Linked DNA regions of Oryzias latipes: region 1 is linked to region 2. The links are chromatin contacts, called in public Hi-C maps. All regions are on one chromosome and are shown on one strand. Each heading gives the region's core, a stretch centred on a gene start, on an enhancer-like site or on the middle of the called end of the contact. The rest is flanking DNA. Distances are from core to core; before and after follow the strand shown.

The links. A called contact is a pair of places that touch in the nucleus more often than the background predicts.
Region 1: a Hi-C map of fibroblasts shows a contact between it and region 2, with 2.7 times the contacts expected there. The contact joins the promoter of LOC101169596 here to the promoter of LOC101174064 in region 2. A contact is called at or near these places in 3 of 5 Hi-C or Micro-C datasets (embryo and fibroblasts).

Annotation. Positions count from the first base shown.
Region 1 is chr23:3,724,054-3,728,013 of ASM223467v1, reverse strand. LOC101169596 (cytochrome c oxidase assembly factor 6 homolog) reads right to left here and starts at 2,513. Exons shown (of 4, transcript XM_020700553.2): 1 at 2,315-2,513; 2 at 1,320-1,415.
Region 2 is chr23:3,588,429-3,592,537 of ASM223467v1, reverse strand. It overlaps LOC101174064 (HMG box-containing protein 1), which reads right to left and starts at 1,634. Exons shown (of 13, transcript XM_023952152.1): 1 at 1,503-1,634; 2 at 559-661. The coding sequence starts at 652. It overlaps pik3cg (phosphatidylinositol 4,5-bisphosphate 3-kinase catalytic subunit gamma isoform), which reads left to right and starts at 2,969. Exons shown (of 24, transcript XM_011490877.3): 1 at 2,969-3,148.

The DNA of each region.
Region 1 (3,960 bases), core at 1,264-3,763, 130 kb before region 2:
AGTGCAAATATGTCTATGATTTAGAGTAACTAATGGCATCATCTACACGTGTATTTGTGTGCATGCTTTGATTACTGCTTTGCACACTCTTGGCATACTCTTGATGAGCTTCTAGAGGTAGTCACCTGAAATGTTTTTCACTTCACAGGTGTGCCTTTGTCAGGTTTAACAAGTGTGATTTCAATCTGGTCACTTCCAGTCTAGATTATTGTAATTCCCTCCTCTTTGGTCTCCCTCAAAAGACCCTCAATAAGCTCCAACTGGTCCAGAACTCAGCGGCCCGCATCATCTCCAGAACCCCCCCCCCCCCCCCCCCCCCTTCAGTCATATCACCCCGGTTCTCCTTAAGCTTCCCAGAACCTCCAGAATCCAATTCAAGCTCCTCCCCCTTCACCTTTAAGGCCCTCCATAACCTGGCTCCTCCGTATCTTTCCGACCTCATTCATATCCAAACCCCCCCCTCTCGTTTTCCTCGCTCCTCCTCCTCTGTTCAGCTCTTTGTTCCTCCGGCAGGACTTGTTACCATGGAAACCCGAGCCTTTAGATCAGGGGTCGGGAACCTTTTTGGCCAAGAGAGCCATAAACGCCACATATTTTTAAATGTAATTTCGAAAGAGCCATAGGTTAATGTAGTATCACTTTACCACAGTGAGGCACGGAGACTTAACCTCTTTTAAGGTTCTTTATTCTGGTTACTGCAGACCGCGACAAACGCCGTACAGTAAATTCAGCAACTCCTGAATCTCTCCCGCAGAGACAAGAGCGCTTCTCCCAACTTTATATTCACTCACTGCCGCGTCAGCCCTCCCATTTCCCTTATTCGGCCCATAGCTGAACCCCATTGGTCCAAACTACCTAACAACAGGCTGAGCGACAGAACTGAGAGCCAATCAGATCTCTGCTTGATCGATGCGTTCAATGAACTCCAGAACTTCTAACGCGGCCCAACAGCCATCCAACTCAGACCGCAACAATATGTTTAAAACTAAATATACAAGTGAATGTGTGCATTTGATGTAATTTCAACATTTTTAAAGTACAATAAGTCTGTGGATTATTTTTAATAACATTTTTATGCTGTTGCTGATAAATGGTGAGTATTTCTCGTGGTAGTTTTGCTGATGGTCTAGTCTGGTTGATACGTGGTGAGTTTCTGCTTCATGCAGGCGTTGAGACTTTAAACGTCATCGTAGGTCTGAATGTTCTGTAGATGTGAGACAGACTGATCACATGCAGACCTGGAGCCAAACACACACACACACGCTGCAGTGAGTGACGGGCAGCAGGTTTTACGTTTTTACAATCCCTGTGTGGTTCACCTTACTGGCCGTCCCCCCCATCTGCTTTCTTCCTCTAACATCCTGTCCCCGTAGTTTTAGGCACGTCTATTCACAGGTTTCCGGCTGGTACAAACTCTGTGAAATAATAGATAATAGTAAACTGATAGTGCTGGCAGAGATTTTGTTCTCCAAGCACCGCTACTACTGCGCGCCTCTGGCATCGCATCGCGCCAGACAAGGACTGGTCTAATGAAAAAAAAAAGTATAATTAAAGATTTGTCTGCGAGCCACATGTGACCATCAAAAGAGCCATATATGGCTCGCGAGCCATAGGTTCCCGACCCCTGCTTTAGATGCTCGGATTCCAAACTCTGGAATTCCCTCCTGATCTCCGTAACATAGACTCTCTACCAACTTTCAAATCAAAACTCAAAACTTATGTTTATTTCTACCTTTTTCATCTTGATTCACTATTGATTTTTTGTCTATTTTTATTTACTGTAATTTTAGTGTTTATTTTTAACATTTTTGTGTACAGTGTCCTCGGGTTTCTTGAAAGGCGCTTTTAAATAAAATGGATTATTCTTTTTATTATTAATAACTTAGGCTGCTATTAACTTAAGTCTCCAGATCATGATACTACCACCACCAGCACTATAAGGGTGGGAGGATCATGGTTTGAGTTTTCTTCAAGCTACACGCTTTATTTTATGTTAAACAATGATTACGCATTAGCATCAATTAAATCAATTTTTAAAAAATTATTCCGTTTATTTATATTCACAGCAATCCTAATTAGCGCAATTGAATCATTTTAACGTTTCCTAATCTCTACCTCAAGGATGTTTTAGAAAGGATTTTTCAGTAACAACATACTAAGATAATTAAGGTAATATCAATATTTGGAACCTGTGTTTTAATCTCAAATTTCCAAAACTAAACTCTTATTTCTTGCTATTTAAACGCTACAAATGCCCACAGGTGTAAACACTCGCATTTCTGCGCAGCTGTCATTTATAAATGCCATTACTCACCGCCGGAAATGATCAAAAAGCAGCGATTGTTTGGTTTTTGTCACCGACGAGCCATAAAAACAAAACTCTAAAGGGATTTCTGTGTGAAAAACTAACAAAAATAAAATCCCTTTTGTAACGTTTCTCTTAGGAAAGTGAAGGACGACAGCAGCGCAGCGGAATCACTTCCGCGTCGCCTTTTGATGACGCAGAAAGGCAGTGACTAAAACACACCAGGAGGGGGCGACATTGCACAAGAAAAACACACGGAGGCACGACGAGCCACGAAATGGATTTTGGGGATGAAAAAAAAATATGTGTGAATAAAATACGGTAAACAAACAAACAAATAAAAACAACAAAACATATTTTTACTATCATATATGACAATAAATTACTTAATGTGGATAGACTATGATAGTCTGCCAAAATAAAATGACATTACGGTGGAAGCTTGTGTTCATTTAGTGTCATAATGAAAGCAAGAACTTATTAGACATTACCTTATTTTAACCAATAAACAGTTAAAACATTCATTAAAAAGTACCATCTGTTTGTTTGCAAGTGTCAATAACAGATTTCCATGATCAGGGGGGTATTCCAGGGGGGTATTCCAGGAAGCATGTTTAAACTACCCTGACTTTAACCCTGAACTCTGGCTGAAATCTGCCTGAACTTGCTTACTCTGGGTATGTGGGTTCCAAAAGACCGGATATTACGCTCCACTTGGTAACCCTGGGTTAATGCGCGTGCACGGCCAGTATAAAGGCATTCAAAATGGATCACCGATATCCAGAGTCACCATGGAAACGCGTGGAGAAACAAAGAGAGCGTTATACTTCAGTGAGGCGGAGTCTGAGATTTTAATGGCAGCGAATGAAGATCAAACGTCCATCAAAAAAGTAACACGGCTGCATCAGCAAAAGAAAGAGTTTCTGCTTGGAGAAAAAGTAAACGCACAAGTTTCTGATCTTATTACCAATTACATTGTGATTTATGTGAATACAAATAAAACTTAAATGAATTGATTCAATTGGTAACAAGTAGTTGAGTTAAATGTATTCAACCCAATTTCTCATGTCTATCCAACTCAATAATTGTTTACACACCTTGCTTCATAATTATTTATCATGACTGACTGTAACTTCAGTTCTTCCATACTGTTGCACTAATGGTGGTAAATAAACTCATCATCCTCTCCCTTCCTCATGGAGGAGAAAGAATTAAATATAACAGGGTAAAATAACTTGGCAAAACACAGTAAAACAGCTACAACTAAACATATTTAGACAAAAAACCTACACTTGTACCAAAATCCGTCCAGACAGTAAAAGGGAATGGTATCCCACAATTCCTTGCGGTGCCGATCTAACAGCAGCACCAAAGTTACACCTACTTAATTGAATTAATTTGAATGAAAGTAAAATAAATGTCTGGTAACTACGTGTCATTTTTAAGTTGATTGAACTCCAAAAAATTATTTCTTAACTGAAGCAAATAATTAAGTTAGATCAAAGTATAAAGTTTATCTTTCCAACATCCATATGTGGTCTTATCACCCTCTCATGGTGGAAAAAGTATTATCTGAGCTTTTTCATCCACTAAATCATCTTCTAATGGACACGCCATGCTGCTTCACCTCTCTGAAAACAAACTAACCTTCAACT
Region 2 (4,109 bases), core at 385-2,884:
ATATATATATATATATATATATATATATATATATATATATATATATATATGTGTGTGTGTGTGTGTGTGTATATATATATAAATTCTTGAATTGGGTTCATTTGAACTAGAGGTGACCTGCATGTCTAATGAGCCACATGGTGGTCAGCTGTTAATCAACACTTTTCTTTTTAAACTGGCTTCAACGCGGAAGTGGAAAGGGCTAATTGAGACAGCAGTGTGGAGTTTGGTGTGTTACCCAAAGACACTTTGAACCTGCAGAAAATCCAGACAGAAGTAATACTCCACCCTCCTCCTCCAACATGGTTTAGACTTCTCCTGGTTAGGAAATATTGACCTCTGACCTATCAAAGCCAGTTAGTCTCTCACAAAACGTTAAACTGGCTCAATTGTGAGATTGAAAAGTTACTCTCACTGAGCCCACATGCTCCAGTGATGTGGTCATGTGCTCCCTATTCACCACAATTTGATGCAATTTTGAGCTCTAATTTTGTGTCTATATGTCGTCCAGCATGATAAAAAAATGCCGTAAGAACATGTTGAAAGGACCACTTTTACCCCTGTGCTCGTCTCTCAGCTGGACCTCCTGCATGGCGTGGTATTTGGGCTCGCTCGACGGCATGGCTGGAGTTACCACCTTCCACACCATCATGTCCTGGAACTGAAACATTCATCTGTTTAACACACTTTTAAAAAGTGTCAACCTGTATGAAAACTCACAGAGTTGGCATCTCATTTAAATGATTTTAAATGGAGTTGAGTAAAAGTTAGATTTTTATCAAGGATAAAAAAACACAAATCAATCATCATCAGTTCATTTAGAAAACACAGCTAAAGTAGGAAGATTCTTCTGTTATCTTATCTTACTCATAATTTTCTTGTCATGTGACCTGTCTTGTTTATAAACTTTCAGGACAGCTGCGCATGCGTACTAAGGCCCCATTCATTCAATGCTAAAAAAGAGCGATAATGACACGATCTAACAGAGTGTCGAAAACAAGTTGAAAACCCCCGAAATAAACCGTCATACGTGAAAAAAGAGTCCAAACAGCAACTTTACGCTCATTTTTATATCGTTAAACTTTGAACATGTTGTACAACTTTGTTAAAAGCGGGGATTGGAAAGGGAAACAAAAAAGAAAAAGAGGACAAAAAAATGTCGCCTCGACCAAAACGGGCACGAGCGTCTACTGTTGAACGTTTTCGGTCGAGAGAATGTCACGCACGACACGGGGGGATGCCGTGTATTCGCGTGAAACGGAGACGGTCCATCGTATTGCGCAAAAAGGCCGAGACAACAAAAACGTCTCACGTCAACAAAGAAGAAGAAAAGCGGGGCGCGAGCCGCGAAACTGTCTTTCCCACGCAAATCAAACGTTGACACCTCCACGCCTTCACTCCTGGGTCAAGTTTGAACAAATATGGCACCAAACGTGACGGAAATTAAGAGTATCGACGCTGTAAAAACTATAAATAATTTCAATGAACTTTTCTCAACTCACCAACACAGTCGCCTTCCACGGAAAAGGGGGGCTGGTGTAAACACCGTGTTCCGAGCTCTCCTATTGGTCAGAAGGGATGTCAATCAAAAGCTTCTCTGGTTCCTGTTGGCCCGTCGGTAAAAAAAAGTGAAAAATAGCTGTCTTATGCATCACAACAATGACACACAGGGTGGGTTGATTTAAAGGATGAGCAATTAAGGGCAGAACATACCGACACCAAAGATAAACATTTTAATTCATTTTAAAACTTATGCTAATTTTTAACACAAACAAGCACAACAAAAACAAGTAGGTTTAGAAAAAGACAAGCTATAAAGTCGCTCCCCTGACGCACATATTTGTGAGTAAATACACTTAATTTGTACTTTCCTTTTAGTTTCTGTTCTAGTACCGTGTTTAAATTTTTACTTCCTTTTCTACTTAACTCTTATAATTGTATTGCCCTCTGTTGGTCACAATGTAAGACGTAAAAGAAACAAACAAATAAAGCAAATTATTATAGGTATGTAAACAGAAATAAAAGACCCTATATAAAGTAAATTATTGATTTTTCCTCACACAGAACCACAACACAGCTTAAAGACAAAAAGAAGTGCTTGAACTGATTATAACTCTTGTTTTCAAACCATGATTGACAAAAGAAAAGCACCACATTTACGACAGTTTCAGGTTTTTTAGACATGTACTATTACAAAAACTGGGGAAAAAATTACAATATAATTTTGTTGGAGTATTTAAGTGACACTTACACAATCACTGTTGCCACCAGAGGGCGGCTAATGCACGTCTGTTAGTCCAACTGAACATCTATTCAGCCTAGTCTGACTCTTAACTCTTTTTTTGGACATAATTTATGAAACTGATTCAAACAAAATCCTACATTCGGTAATTATGTACATGATTTTTAATTTTGTTTTAAATTAGGCAGCAAAACTCTGGCTTTATTACTTTCATAACACACAAAAAACTTTCATAACGTCCGCCTTTTATTTTGGAAAAAACAATGAAGAAACTTGTCATTTTTAAAAACAAAGCCATTAAATCATCTACTTGTTTTATGGTTGTCATATAATAATATTACAACATAAATAATAAACGTAAAAATATGAATGTCTAATACTCTATTTTACTTCCCTAATATTACTTATGAAAAAAATAAAGTCTTAAAACATCTGTCTCGTATCATAGACAGTGTTTAAAACACGGAGAATGTGGTTTTTACTGTAAAATAAAGAGAAAATAGAATTTAAAAACTGGCATTTTGTTTTGAAAAGGAACACGGAAGCATTGTCCTCGTTCCTGCTTTTTTTACTTCCCGATTATTATTTATTGACAGAATAATGTTTAAAAAAACATCTGTCTTGTTGCGTGACTAGGGTTTAGCACACCTGTAATAAAGTTTTTACTGTAAAATAAAGTCAGAACAGAATTCGAAAACAAACAGTTTATTTTGAAAGAACCCGGAAGTTCCGTCCTCGTTTCTTCCGGTGACAACTTTCGGATGAAGAAATCCATTTCCTGGCCCCGGCGTCTGCAGGCAAAGTTTAGACAGTGTTTTAAAGCCGGCTTTCGGTCTGTCCTGGTGTCGCATCAATGTGGAAGTGTTCGCTCGGACCTCCGGCTTTCGTCGCCGTCTGTCTCAGTTGGTGAGTCGAATGAAAAAAAGTCAACATTTCCCACTCCTGCTGCGGCAGCCGCGGTCCCGTTACACGGCCGCCGTGAGCTGACGTCAGCGCGGAGTTTAGCCCCTTTTTACGGCAGCCCCCCCTCGCTTAAACCCAAACGGGACTGGAAAGCCGCGGGTCGGTGGGAAACAGCGGGTTTTATAGAAACATGTATCACGTTTGCTTCCTGCTTCGCTCGCTTCCTCTGCTGATTCTGCAGAAGCAGAAGGGAAACGGAACTAAGGGCCTTTGGACATTCAGTGAAGAGGAAAAAACACTTTAACATGTAGTTAAGGAAGGAATTGATGCAGTTAATATTTATCAATGATCAAAAGAGGCGCAGGTAGGTGACAATATAAATGTTGTAATGTTAGTCAGGAACCCCCCCCCCCCCCCCCATCTCTGTTTTCTGTCAGTTTCATTAAAACATCCTGGTGGTCAAACAGATAGTTACATTTTATTTTGTCTTTCTGGACCTTTAAAGCTTTTATTTTGACAGGAAGAACATTAGAATATTAGCGTGAGTGTTTCAGACATCCTGTGTATATATCCTATCATTATTTTATTTAACCTTTAACCTTTTGGCACTCAGAGCAGATAAGTAAGCATCTCATTGTACAGGAAACCCGTTTCCTTACTGTGCAGATGACAACAAACCCCCTTTGAATTAGTTAGCAAAATAAAAGTGATGCAGAATACGTGAAGTTTACTATTTACATACCATCTATGTATTGTAAACTTAAAATGTTCCATTTTAATCTGAAGAAATATTCAGTTAGTACACTTTCTACACCACACGTACATGGTCTATATGCACTTACAACCATAAAGTTCAGGTGTAGTACTTCAATGTTTTCAGTGTGGCGATGAGGTGCAGCCATAGGCGACTTTTTCATCAGGTGTCTGATTACCAAACAGGAAGTGTTTCATGATTGCCTCCATT